Linked DNA regions of Mus musculus: region 2 is linked to region 1. The links are chromatin contacts, called in public Hi-C maps. All regions are on one chromosome and are shown on one strand. Each heading gives the region's core, a stretch centred on a gene start, on an enhancer-like site or on the middle of the called end of the contact. The rest is flanking DNA. Distances are from core to core; before and after follow the strand shown. Region 1 holds the start of Usp31 (ubiquitin specific peptidase 31). Region 2 holds the start of Mapk1ip1 (mitogen-activated protein kinase 1 interacting protein 1).

Region 1 (5,805 bases), core at 1,081-3,580:
TGTAATTTAGATGTTTTCTTGTAAAATAAGCAATCTTAACTGAGTACCCTGAAACAGTAAAATGGGAGAGGGTCTTGTAGATCGAGCCTGCAGTTTACTGAAGTCTGTGGTGGCTTGAATGAAGGTGACCCCATAAGCTCATGTATCTGAATGCTTGGTCCTTAATTAGAGGAACTGCTTTGGGTTTTGGGAAGAAGTAGGAAGTGTTGCCTTGTGTGTCACTGAGGGTGAGCTTTGAGTTTTTGAAAGCTCACACTAAGCCCAGACTGGCTCTGTCTTTGTTTTTGTCTCTGTCTTTTTCTGTCTCTCTGTCTCTGTCTCCCTCTCTTGCATGCATGCACACACACATTCTTGTTCTTGCTCTCATTCTCTCTGCCTCCAACCTTTGGGTGAGATGTAAACTCTCAGTTACGGCTTCAGCGTCATCTCTGCCCACTTGCTGTCCACAATGATGGTGATGGACTAACTCTGAAGCTGTAAGCAAGCCCCTGATTAAGTACTTTCTCTTACCAGTTGCCTTAGTCGTGGTAACTTCACAGCAATAGAAAACAACTAACTCATTGTCTGTTGAATTCCAACAGGGTCAAGTTAATGGTATGGCCAAAAGGTTCTAAGAGAGTCTGCAGAAATGATGCAATTAATGAAGGCAAGATTTTAGAGATGAAGAGAGGCAAACTAAATGAGGAAGTTCAAGGAAAGATACCTGGAGCAGATGGATCAGCTTGGGTAAAGGTTCACAGCTGGGATCAAGTCGTTAGAAGCAGCAAGCATGTGTGCAAAGGTGGAGGGCCACAGGCTTCAGTTTCTATTGTGATCTAGTGGCATTCTTTCTGATGCTACAAGGAGCCCAAGGTACAGCTAAGATGGATGTTTTAATTAGGAGGTAGAAGTGGAGGGGATTTGAGCCTATTCAGAGCAAACCAAGAGCATCATTACAGGATACCATATTTAGTATTGAGTAGAAATCTAGAGGCCAAAACTATTTGCTTTGAGATGGGTGTAGGGTGGCCTTTCTATCTTTAAAATGTTATGGGCTTTCTTTCCCATTATCTGTTTTTTGCAGTAACCAGGGCTCAGGCTCATCTCTTAGCAAAGAGAACATACAAAGAGAAGGTCAGAAACCAGTGGATTTTGAGTAGTAGGCAGCCTTAATGCACGCTGTTCTCCCATGCAGTTTTTTTTCCTTTAAAAAAAATTGAACCAACATTTAAAAATAGAATTTCCACCTTTTCTCTAAAAATCAGCTGATCTGGCAACACTAAGCCCTCATTCTCACATGGGAACAACTGACTGGAGGTGAGCGAAAGCCATCTCTTTAGAAGAATGTTAATTAGCAGGTTGCCGCTGTCCACAACATTTCTTGTATTCCCAAGATATGTGAAGTATGACCTGATCAGCAGATGACCGACCCCTCACCAGGATTCTTTGTTCATTGCTATGACCTATCTAGCCTCTGCGATAGTAGTGCATCTGTGACCCTTGGTTTAAAGGTTAAGTCTTTGAGCCAAACTTGGGTTTAAATGAGATGTCAAAGGCACTGAACTGAAAACCAAGGAAGGTATTCCATGATTGGCATAGTGTGTGGAATACAGAGGTAATCATGAATGAATACCTACTGAGAGTGTACACTATAGGAAGGCAAGCAGAAACTCAGTTAGTTTCAGTCTTGTCGTATCCTTAGAGTTTAGTACAGTATTTGGCAAACAGCAAGTGTTCAGTTGCTATATTTACTGAATGAATGGATGGATGAATGAATGATTGAATGAATGAATGAGCAAATGCTCAGTTTATTGAGTGATTAAAGGGAGAGCTCAGAGGATTTAAAGGCTGTATTTTACAAAACTTTTCAGCAAGGCAATTCTAATAATATTACTTTGCTGAGACCTCAAGGTACATCCTGAAAGAAAAGCCCACCAGAATGTGCCAGCTCCGTGACCACGTTCGGGTGGGTACGCGGCAGTCCCTCGGGAGCCAGGCTGAGTTAACCCGCCTGGGACAAGACAAAGCTGTATCTATCAGCTCCTCTGCCACCTGGTACGTGGCAGCTTGATTTCAGTACTTTCTCTAGATCTTTTCTATTTGACAAGCAAAGACAGAGACCCACCCCTAAAATCCACCATCCAGCGCCTGCCCTAACGTTTAGGACCGTGCCCATACTAAACATGGCCAGTCTTGAGCTTCAACACGCAGAACCACGCCCTAAGCCGAGGGAGTCCTTGAATCAGGGTTCAGGGAGAGAGCTGTTCCCACAGTCAATATGGCGGCCTCGCAGCTTCAGTGCGGGGCGGGGCTGCGATGCCAGCGAGTCACGTGAGCTGCCCACTTGGGCGGCCGCGCGACGCACGCGCGCCCCTCGGTCGCCGCTCTCTTGCTCGCTCTCTCCGCGGCGCTCTGAGGTGGTGTAGGGCGTGAAGCCCCCCGGGCCGGGTGAGGCGCAGGCGGCGGGATGCGGCGGCGGCCGTGGCGGAGTCGCGGTCCGGGCGGACTGGCGCGGTGATGAGCGTCGGCAACCGCCGCCATGTCCAAGGTAACGGCGCCCGGGCCCGGGCCGCCGGTGGCGGCGGGCGGGAAGGAGAAGCGCTCGTTCAGCAAGCGGCTGTTCCGGAGTGGCCGCGCGGGGGGCGGCGGCGGCGCTGGCGGCCCCGGGCCGGCCGCGCCCTCGTCGCCGTCGTCGGCGCGCTCGGTGGGCAGTTTCATGAGCCGCGTCCTCAAGACGCTGTCCACGCTCTCGCACCTCAGCTCCGAGGGCGCCGCCCCGGACCGCGGCGGCCTCCGCAGCTGCTTCCCGCCCGGGCCGGCCTCCGCGCCCACGCCGCCGCCGTGCCCGCCGCCGCCCGCCTCGCCCGCGCCTCCCGCCTGCGCCTCGGAGCCGGTGCCCGGCGTGGCGGGGCTCCGCAACCACGGCAACACGTGCTTCATGAACGCCACGCTGCAGTGCCTCAGTAACACCGAGCTCTTCGCCGAGTACCTGGCTCTGGGCCAGTACCGGGCGGGCCGACCGGAGCCAGAGCCGGAGTCGGAGCAGCCGGCGGGCCGCGGGCCGCACGGCCAGGGCGAGGTCACCGAGCAGCTGGCGCATCTGGTGCGGGCGCTCTGGACGCTGGAGTACACCCCGCAACACAGCCGCGACTTCAAGGTGAGCCCGGGGCGGGGGGCCTTGGAGCTCGGGCGCTTCTTGGGCTCCTCCTCTTCGGGCCGGGAGGATTTCTGCGCTGGATGCTCAGAGAGTTCTGGAAGATAACCCAGATGACAAAGGAACGCATTCCTCCCACCATTCATCCAGCCAGCTTGGCTTCCGAGCGCCAGAACATGGGCGCCAGGTCCTGTGATCCGCCTTGGGGATGGATGTTGCCAGGACCAAGACCCTGCCTTCATGGAACTTCAATCTTTGGAGCGGGTATTGGTGGGAGAGTATCTATCCATCTGGGTTCGAATCCGGCTTCTGCTTCTTAAGTAGTAAACCACTGAGCCTCTTTATGCTCCCGTTTACCTGGTACTTACGTTTAGCAAGTTGACAGGTTACGTTGGACAGCGAGATTACCCAGTTTGGGCACTTCTAGCGGGTTCAGTGTGATACATAAAGTGCTTTAGCTATGTTAGTACCGTTCATGCTTAGTGCTTTTTTTTTTTTCTTTCTATTCTTAAGTACAATGAACCAGGTGTTATCAGATAGTACTTTGAAGAAGGCAGAACTTGATGATGTAATAGATGGAGGAGGTGGTCCTGGCCCTTGGCTTGCAGCTGCCCGTGTGCACTAAGAGGATGAGATTGGGAAGCAGAGGAGTTTGCTGGTCCAGATGGTAAGGGTCATTTAGGCTATCCTAAGGAGTTGGGTTCTTACTGTAAGCTGAGCAGAGAGGTGATTGGAGATTGTATGAGGGATACTTTGAGGTGGGATATGGGTATGATATTAGCGAGAATGGAGTCGGACAGTGAAAAAATAAGTTTTACCATTCCTTCCCTCATTTCCTCATGCTTAGAACTCCACAGTTTGATAGTTGCCCCCATTTTTTGACAGTTGTCTCACCCTGATTTTCTACCAGCCTTCTTTATTTTTTTGAGACAGGGTCCCACTATGTAGCCCAAGGCTGACTTTCAACTCGAGATCTTCCCGATAGCCTTCTGTGTGCTGGGATCAACCTACCCCTCTCCACTGCTCTTCTAAAGAAAACAAATATCAAGTTTAGAGACGTTGGTAGACAACATTAAAAAATATTTACATAGGCATGGGGTGTGTGTGTGGCATTTGTGTAGAGGTCAGAGGACGATTTGTGGAGTCGGTTCTCTTATTCATTTATGTGGGTTCTGGGGATTTAACTCAATTTGTCATGTTTACCTGATGGTCCATCTTGTCAGCCCAACAGTAGCTAAATTTAATAAGGTTATTATGCTTTTATTGTTTTTTTTTTCTCTCATTTGTCTTCTATTTATGGCAAGTGGTACTGGTTTTCCACTGTGCTATCAAGTTTCTCTCTAAAATACCTTTCTCTAAGTCCTGATTGGATGGCAGGCCTGAATGATGATGCAGCTGAGAAGTCTGCTTTGGCTAGGTCCTGCCTTCTTGCTGAAGAGCAGCACTGCCACTGCCTACCACTACCTTTTCAGTTGTTTTTGCTTATAATGCATTCATATTGCTTAAAAAGAAAAAGCGTTAGCTGTTTGATCTTGAAATTTTGAATGGAAGTATTAGTCTGGAACGAGGACTAGAGAAACAAAGATTAATGTTACAGGTCTCCAAGTAAGAAACCAGGAGAACTGCATTTTGTGTAGGGTCCCACTTCTTTGTTTATAGTTACCCACAGGTAGCCTCAGTGGAGGGGAGGTTTTCAAGGCAGGATCCTAGTGTGAAGTTTGCAGTTTTTTGGTATGTCAGCTTCTTAGCATGTGAACATTGCAGTTGTTTTTAGGAGGTGCTGCTCCCTTCTGTATCTATACTCTATGAGAGCAAGCAGAAATAGGTTAGGAATTCTAGGCGTGCAGGATGATTGCTAGGCATACTTGGGCAAAGTTGAATGCATTCTTCGATGTCGTTCCCATTGCTTTTTATGAGGCCGTGCTCACTTTTACATCCATTAAGCTACCAACAGAAATGGGTCGATACTTTTAGAAGAATAGAGATTTTAGAGGCATATTTGGCAATGTTGAGCTGTTTCTTGGGAGTCCTCATGTTTGAAACACTGTAATCTTTTGAGACTTCAGTATAGTTCAGTGTGTATTCATTAATTCACCTTCCTTATGTTTACTCAGATAGGAATGCATTCAGCATCAGGAGGAAGATTCCTTAATGAGAGCCTTGTAAAGTAGAAATGTTGAACAGGCTGGCACAGTAGTCTGGTGTTTCTCCGGAGAGTTCATGGACCCACTGCTGACGCAGACCATTCTGTTTCCTCTCTGTTGTCCTTAGCTGTTATTGGGATTTTCATCTGTGTTTGTTACCTCATGGTTGTCTGACAGAGGCCCCTGCGGCACCCTGTATTCCAGTAGGAAGACAGGAAGTCACGAGAGAAATAAATGTTCTCCTAGGAACCCCCCAGCAGACTTCTGCTGACATCACAGGTGACATACCTGTCAGTTGGCTGCCATGAGGACTAGAAGCAGGTGTTTTGGTTTCTGCTTTAATATAGCAGATGAGTAGGGTTTTGTCTCTTAGGCAGCTCACCCAAATGACCTCATCTACAATGGGCCAGATACTTGCTATGAGGGGTAGATTCCAATGGAACTTAGGTTCCCTTAGAGCTCATCTTACACTTGAATTTGTACATGACTCACATTTATAGTTCACTTGAGGATCTTGTGATTAAAGTA
Region 2 (6,059 bases), core at 1,069-3,568, about 17 Mb before region 1:
TTCTCAATGGTCATGAGTCAAGCCAGACACTTCCAGAAGAGACAGGGTGGAGGAGCAAACAAGAAGCAGGACAGGACATCTGAGGAGCGCCTGCTAGTGAGGAGTGTGGGTGGAGTGAACAGACGTCTTTAAAAGAAAGTGAAAGCCCATGGTTTATTAGACACTGAACGAGTTGCTTTGAGTCTAATATAAAATGCTAATGTCAAATCTCTAAGAATAAATCCCACAGTCTTCACGCTCTCCTACTTCCCTGTCTACCTACAATGATGGCACATTTAAACTGTGATCAGGGGAAAGAAGGCAGCAGACTGAAGCTTTGAGGATAAGGAACAGTTTTATGGAAAGCTGGGCTTTGATTGCAATGCTTGCCAATAATTTCAGAATTTGGGAAGTAGAAGCAGCAGGATCAAGAATTCAAGGCCAAAGTTGGGCACAGCAGTTTATGCCTTTAACCCCGGAGGTCAGCCTGGTGCACAAAACCAGGGCTGTTCTACAGAAAAATCCTGTCTCAGAAACAAACAGTTCAATGCCAGCCTCAGCTATATAGGGAGTTTGAGGCCAATCTGAGGTACATGAAATTCTGTTTCAAAAAACAAAAATAAACTGTAAGTGGGTGGATGAGACTGCTTAGCAGGTAAAGCCATTCGCTGTCAAGCCTGATGGCCATCCCTGGGACTCACGTGGTAAAAAGAACCAACTCTGCTAAGTTGTCCTCTAACCTCCACACGTGCAGGAGCACGAACAGGCAGGCCTATGCTCACCACACACACACACACACACACACACACACACACACACACACACACACACACAGTGTGTGTTTGAAATCCCAGGACTTGGCTGGATGGGACAACATCAAAAAACAAAGTCTGGAGAAGTGACTTTAAAGAGCAGTGTGGGAAGAGAAAACACTACTCAGTTAAAAAAAGAAAACCGCCACTACTGTAGCGCTTCAGGAGACCCCATGACAAATAAGTTCCTCTTGCTCAACAACAAGAGGTGGAGATCCAGGGCTGACCGACGTCTACCTGGCCAGAGATTGGACTGGACAGACTAGCACACCTACGACCACAAACAGGGTATCCAGAGCACTCGGTGCTCCATCCCGTCCTGAGTCCAGTCCAGCATGGGCCCCCGGAGACTGATAACCCTGCATGGTTCTCCTTCCACCTTATACGGGTGCCAGGGAGATAGATGAAAGACCCTTTATATTGCATGGGCTCCCACATTAGTGTCTGGGACCTGATTTACCCCACAGGGCCTCAAGATCAACTGCCATGCCCCCCTATCTCTCTCCTTTCACAAAAATGGACCTCACCTCACCCCGTGGTACCAACTCCTAGCGGAATCCCGGGGTCGCTGCCTAGTGTCTACAGTCCTTTTTCTTCACTCCGTACAGACGCTAGTGAGACATGCATTTAAGATCGTTATACACCCCAGACTCCAAAGACCTGTGGCCGCATCTTCCTTACATGGCTCGATACCTCTGCCCCGGCCTTACCTTCTTACAGACCCTCGAGGCCGGCGTCCACGGTCGTCTCCCCATAGCCTCCCGAGGCTGGCCTCCATGGCCATCTGTGCCCACCGACCCCTGAGGCCGGCGTCATGGCCATCATCCCCATAGCCTCCCAAGGCTAGCGTCCACCGCCGTCTCCCCAACAGATCCCCGAAGCGGGACTCAGCCGCAGTCTCTCCCCAGCCCCGCGTCCGCAGCCGTCTCCCTACGGACACCCCTCCCTCTCTTCAGCCGCTGGCCGGCCGAGGGTCTCCCGGGACAACGCCGGTCAGGCGGGCAAAGGCGGCCGCGTCCGGACCGGCGGCTGAGCGAGCATGACCTTGCGGGGCTCGGGGGTTGGGGTGGGGTGTCGGTCGGGCCTCACCTTCCGCCACGTCCTCGTCGACAGCGCCCTTCACCTGCGAGAAGCACCACTGGAAGTCGTTGCCGCCCGCCGGGCAGCCGCCGCCTCCAGCTCCTGCAACAGAGCGCGCCGTCAGGCCGGCCCCGCCCCGCCCCACCACCGTCCAGTCCGCCCGCCCGCCCCGCTCGCTCGCTCGCGCACGGCCCTCACCTGCCATGGCGCGGGCGGGACGCGCCCAGCCGAGCGCGGCCGACCGAGGCGCTCCGAGCGCTCAGCCCCGGCCGCCACCGCCGCCGCCGCTGCCGCCACCGTCGCCGCCGCCGGGGAGGGAATTTTTTCCCCTTTTCAAAATGGCGCCCAATGCCCGTCGCCCCGCCGGATGACGTCATCCCCCTCCGCCTCCTCCGACGGTCAGTGCCGCGGGGGCTGCCGGGGGCGCACCGTGCGCCGACTGCGTCTGCGCGAGCTGTCTTGAGGTTGGACCTACGTAGCCGCTGCGGTCCAAGGAGAGGAGTGTCTTGGACTAGTCCGCTGGCAGATAGAGGCGGCCTTCTCGAGTCGTGTCAAGGCTAGGACGCGACGCCCTCTACGTTCTTAAGGCCTCAGACTTTCTTCTGCGGCCGGCTGGACTGGATGCTCGAAGGCCTGGGCCTTTCCTACAGCTGAGCCAACGGGAACGCGGAACCTCCGTGGATCTGCCAATAGAGAGCGCTCGGCCGTGGGCAGGCGGGGCCTCTGATCCCCGGAGCACCTGGAACCCAGCACCTGCGTGCGTAATTTTGCCCATCATCCAGGCTCTCTTGCCCCCAGAATCTTTGATCGTAGCTTCTGAGCACTGATCTCATCAGAGTGCTACTTCAGGGATTCTTTGAGCTCTCAGTATAGCCCCTAGGGAACCGTTCTCGACATTTGCTTTATTTGTGGGTGTGTTTTTCTAGCATGAAGAGGAATTATTTGTTCGTGGGCTTGACTTATCCGAAATCACTATGAAGTTGGCAGTGAGCGTACTGCACCACTAGAGGGCAGTTGTTCCAAACCAGAGCATTCTCCACTTCAAAAATGTTTTGCCTTTTAGCAAGTGCTTTTTCTATTCTCAGTCTTGGCTGGGATGCTGCTTGTGTAGAGGTGATGTGTCTGTCCTGGTGGAGTTTACTCTTCAGCGGAGAAGAGACAATAAGAAAAACCTGGGGAAAGTTAAGTGGACTAGAGTTAAATACAACACAGAAGCAGGGGAAGGAGATTGGAGCAGTTGGTATCTTTAGGAGAGCAATTAGAGGAGATAAGAAAGAATCTCAGGCTGACGTCTTGGGCGGCTGCTAGAAATGAGAACAGCTAGTGCACAGGCTGGGCCACCCTGACCTTTTCTTTCCGATGTTTTATTTTTAATTCAATTGCACACACACACTTTGATTAGGGTCTTGCCATGTAACATGAGGCTGGTCTCTAAATTGAAATACGTCTGGTTCCACCTCGTTGGCGCTGGGTTTACAAGCACGGAGCACACCTAAGCTTGCTAATGTGTTTAAAGGGCAGCAAGAAGCTGTGGGGAGAACAGAAGTGGCCAAGGAAGGCTAGTCATAGCAGTGGAGGCAAGGTGGTCCGGGACAGAGCAGGAAGCTGTTTTCAGGGGGTGAACTCTGATGAGAGGGCTGGCTATGGCCAAGAGCTGGAGAAAGTCATGAAGAAATAGGGCCTTCCATCAGTAGCAGCACTCAGGGTTGTTTCTGAAAGAACTGTCTCTGAGTTAAGTAGGAGGATAAAATGAGCTGCATGTGTCTGGGTGTATGAGAGTAATGGAGAAGAATAAGAGACATGGAGTAGTGAGGATATAGGAATGTCACCCAGATGACACTCCAGAGCATCAGGAGAGTTAAGAGCATATGTATAGTTCTGGGAGGACGTTTTGGGAGGAGCCTGAGGACGGAATTCCAAGCCTGGGAAGAAGCATTCTGAGACTGCTTGCAGAACTGGGGTTTAACTTAAGTTTATCCAGACTCCATGTAGGCATGGGTATCTCAAGTAATGCCAAGTGATCTCGATATTCCTATCTGCCTAATTGTAGCTGCATGTTTAAGTTATGTAGCTAGACAGCACTGTCACATGTGTGTCTGTGTGTACTGGGGTGCTTCTTAATGAAGAATGACAGACCGAATGGACAGAACTGTAAGTAGCTGCCTTAATAATTAGTGGCAGGCAGTATATTTGGCTTACACTTCCACATTATAGTCCATCACTGAAGGACATCATGGCAGGATCCTGGAAGCAGGAGCTGATGCAGGTCATGGAAGTGTGCTGCTTACTGGCTGGCTCCTCATGGCTTGCTCATCCTGCTTTCTTACAGATCCCAGAACCACCGGGACAGAGGTGGCTCCACCCATAATAGGCTGGACTCCTCCCCATCAATTACCAATTAAGAAAATAACAGGTTTGCCCTCAGGTAGATCTGAGGGAGGCATTTTCTCCATTGAGGTACCCTCCTCTCAGATGACCCCACCCTGTCAAGTTGACATGAAATGAGCCAGCATAGGCCAAATTTAACTTTTTAAAATATATGCACATCTATGCCCAGGCCAGAAGAGGGTGTTGGATCCTGTAGCATTGGCGTTATAGGCAGTAGGGAGCTGCGGGACATAGGTGCTCGGAACCAAACTAGGGCCCTCTGGAGGAGAAGCAAGTGCTCTCATGCACTGAGCCATCTCGAGCCCCATCGTTTTCGATTGCTTACTCTAATGTGGAATGGGGTGGGTACCTGCCTTGTTCTCCACCTCCACTCTATCCACTTTTCCTCTCTTGTCTGTTTGTCCTCCTCTCTAAGGATGTGGTTCTGTCCTTAGACCGAGAACCCTTGTGGGTCATTCCTTAGAGACCTTAAGCCACTCTGCTCCAGCCCCTGCCTTCTGTGATCTTAAGGTCTCCATAGCAACTGTTAGTAACTAATGAAACAAATATTGTGTGTCTGTTGAGTGAGACCGACCTAGTCTTTGTGTACAGGAGCTCAGAGTCCATCAGGAGCAGGCCATCTCTGAGCCATCTCTGTCTACTATGTAAGCGGGCTGATAGGAGGGAGTGCATGAGAACTTAGCATGGGGTGGGGTTCTGGGCTTTTAGCCAGAAAGATGGGTGCTGAAGCTGTTGAGTAGCATCTGTGAGCTTGATGGGTGATAGGGGTTGAGGAAGGGGTGAGGGGATAGAGATGGTGCATGTTATCTAACCTTAGACATGGAAAGTTCGGTGGCTTTGGTGCGGGAGTGGAGTAGGTGCACTTCCAAGTAGTGCTGACTGTCATGGCCTAACTGCAGATTGGGTTGTAGAAACTTGCTTGACTCCTGTAGCCGTAAACCAGCACTAACTTCAGTCTAAGCTCCCATCCTGAGTCAGACTTTGGGACTTCTTGGGGCTGGACGGGAACCTAGGGCAGAGGTCAGGTGAGCATAGAGGAGCCCTGGGGACTGAGGGGCAGGGGTCCTGGGACAATTATATGCTTGCTGGAGTTGCTAGTCCAGTTGCCTGCTTCCTTGCCTGGAATCCCTGAGCTTGCTTTTGGCCAGATTCTACTGACTTCTAGAATTTCTAGGGTGTCACCCAGGGTATGAGAAGCAGGTGAATTACCTAATATGTATCCATTGGGTCTGGTAGATGTATGCCATCGGGAAGTCAGAGGCCACTGAGGGCTTAGAGTATGAATCAGGCATTTACTGCTAAGCTCTTCCCATACCCTAGACCATAACCTCCTCTCTAGGAATAAAGATTGACCACAAAGTTCTTAACTTTCAGGATCCTCAAGTCCTGGTGTCAGGAAAAAGCACTGGCCTTTCTACCTACTCCCAAAGCCACGGCATTTACCTATGGGAGTGCATCTGCCCCTTCTGCTGCCCTCTGACCTCCACGGTGCTGTTCCTCCCGTGTCTGAAGGGAAGGCAAAAGTAGAAGCAGAGGCTGAGAGCTGCTGTCCTGCTGACATGGTGGGGTGCAGCTTGGTTTGTTCATCCTGGCTGATGCATGGATAGTCAGGCACTTCTCTGCTCCACATTTTAGAGCAACACAGCAGGCTTTTAATCAGGAGCAGAATACATACTTCATCACATTCGTGCCCAGAGAGTCTCAGAGGCTGGCCTAGAAGCTTGGGGACACTCTCCCTCCCAGTGATAGATACCTGGCTTTGCTTTTCTTTTCTTATTTTAGAAAAACATTGTCAGCTAT

The links. A called contact is a pair of places that touch in the nucleus more often than the background predicts.
Region 2: a Hi-C map of CD8 T cells shows a contact between it and region 1, with 7 times the contacts expected there. The contact joins the promoter of Mapk1ip1 here to the promoter of Usp31 in region 1. A contact is called at or near these places in 2 of 484 Hi-C or Micro-C datasets (CD4 T cells and CD8 T cells).

Annotation. Positions count from the first base shown.
Region 1 is chr7:121,703,967-121,709,771 of GRCm38.p6, reverse strand. Usp31 (ubiquitin specific peptidase 31) reads left to right here and starts at 2,330. Exons shown (of 16, transcript NM_001033173.2): 1 at 2,330-3,136. The coding sequence starts at 2,519.
Region 2 is chr7:138,842,526-138,848,584 of GRCm38.p6, reverse strand. Mapk1ip1 (mitogen-activated protein kinase 1 interacting protein 1) reads left to right here and starts at 2,318. Exons shown (of 2, transcript NM_001045483.1): 1 at 2,318-2,628. It overlaps Ppp2r2d (protein phosphatase 2, regulatory subunit B, delta), which reads right to left and starts at 2,199. Exons shown (of 9, transcript NM_026391.2): 1 at 2,070-2,199; 2 at 1,881-1,973. The coding sequence starts at 2,076.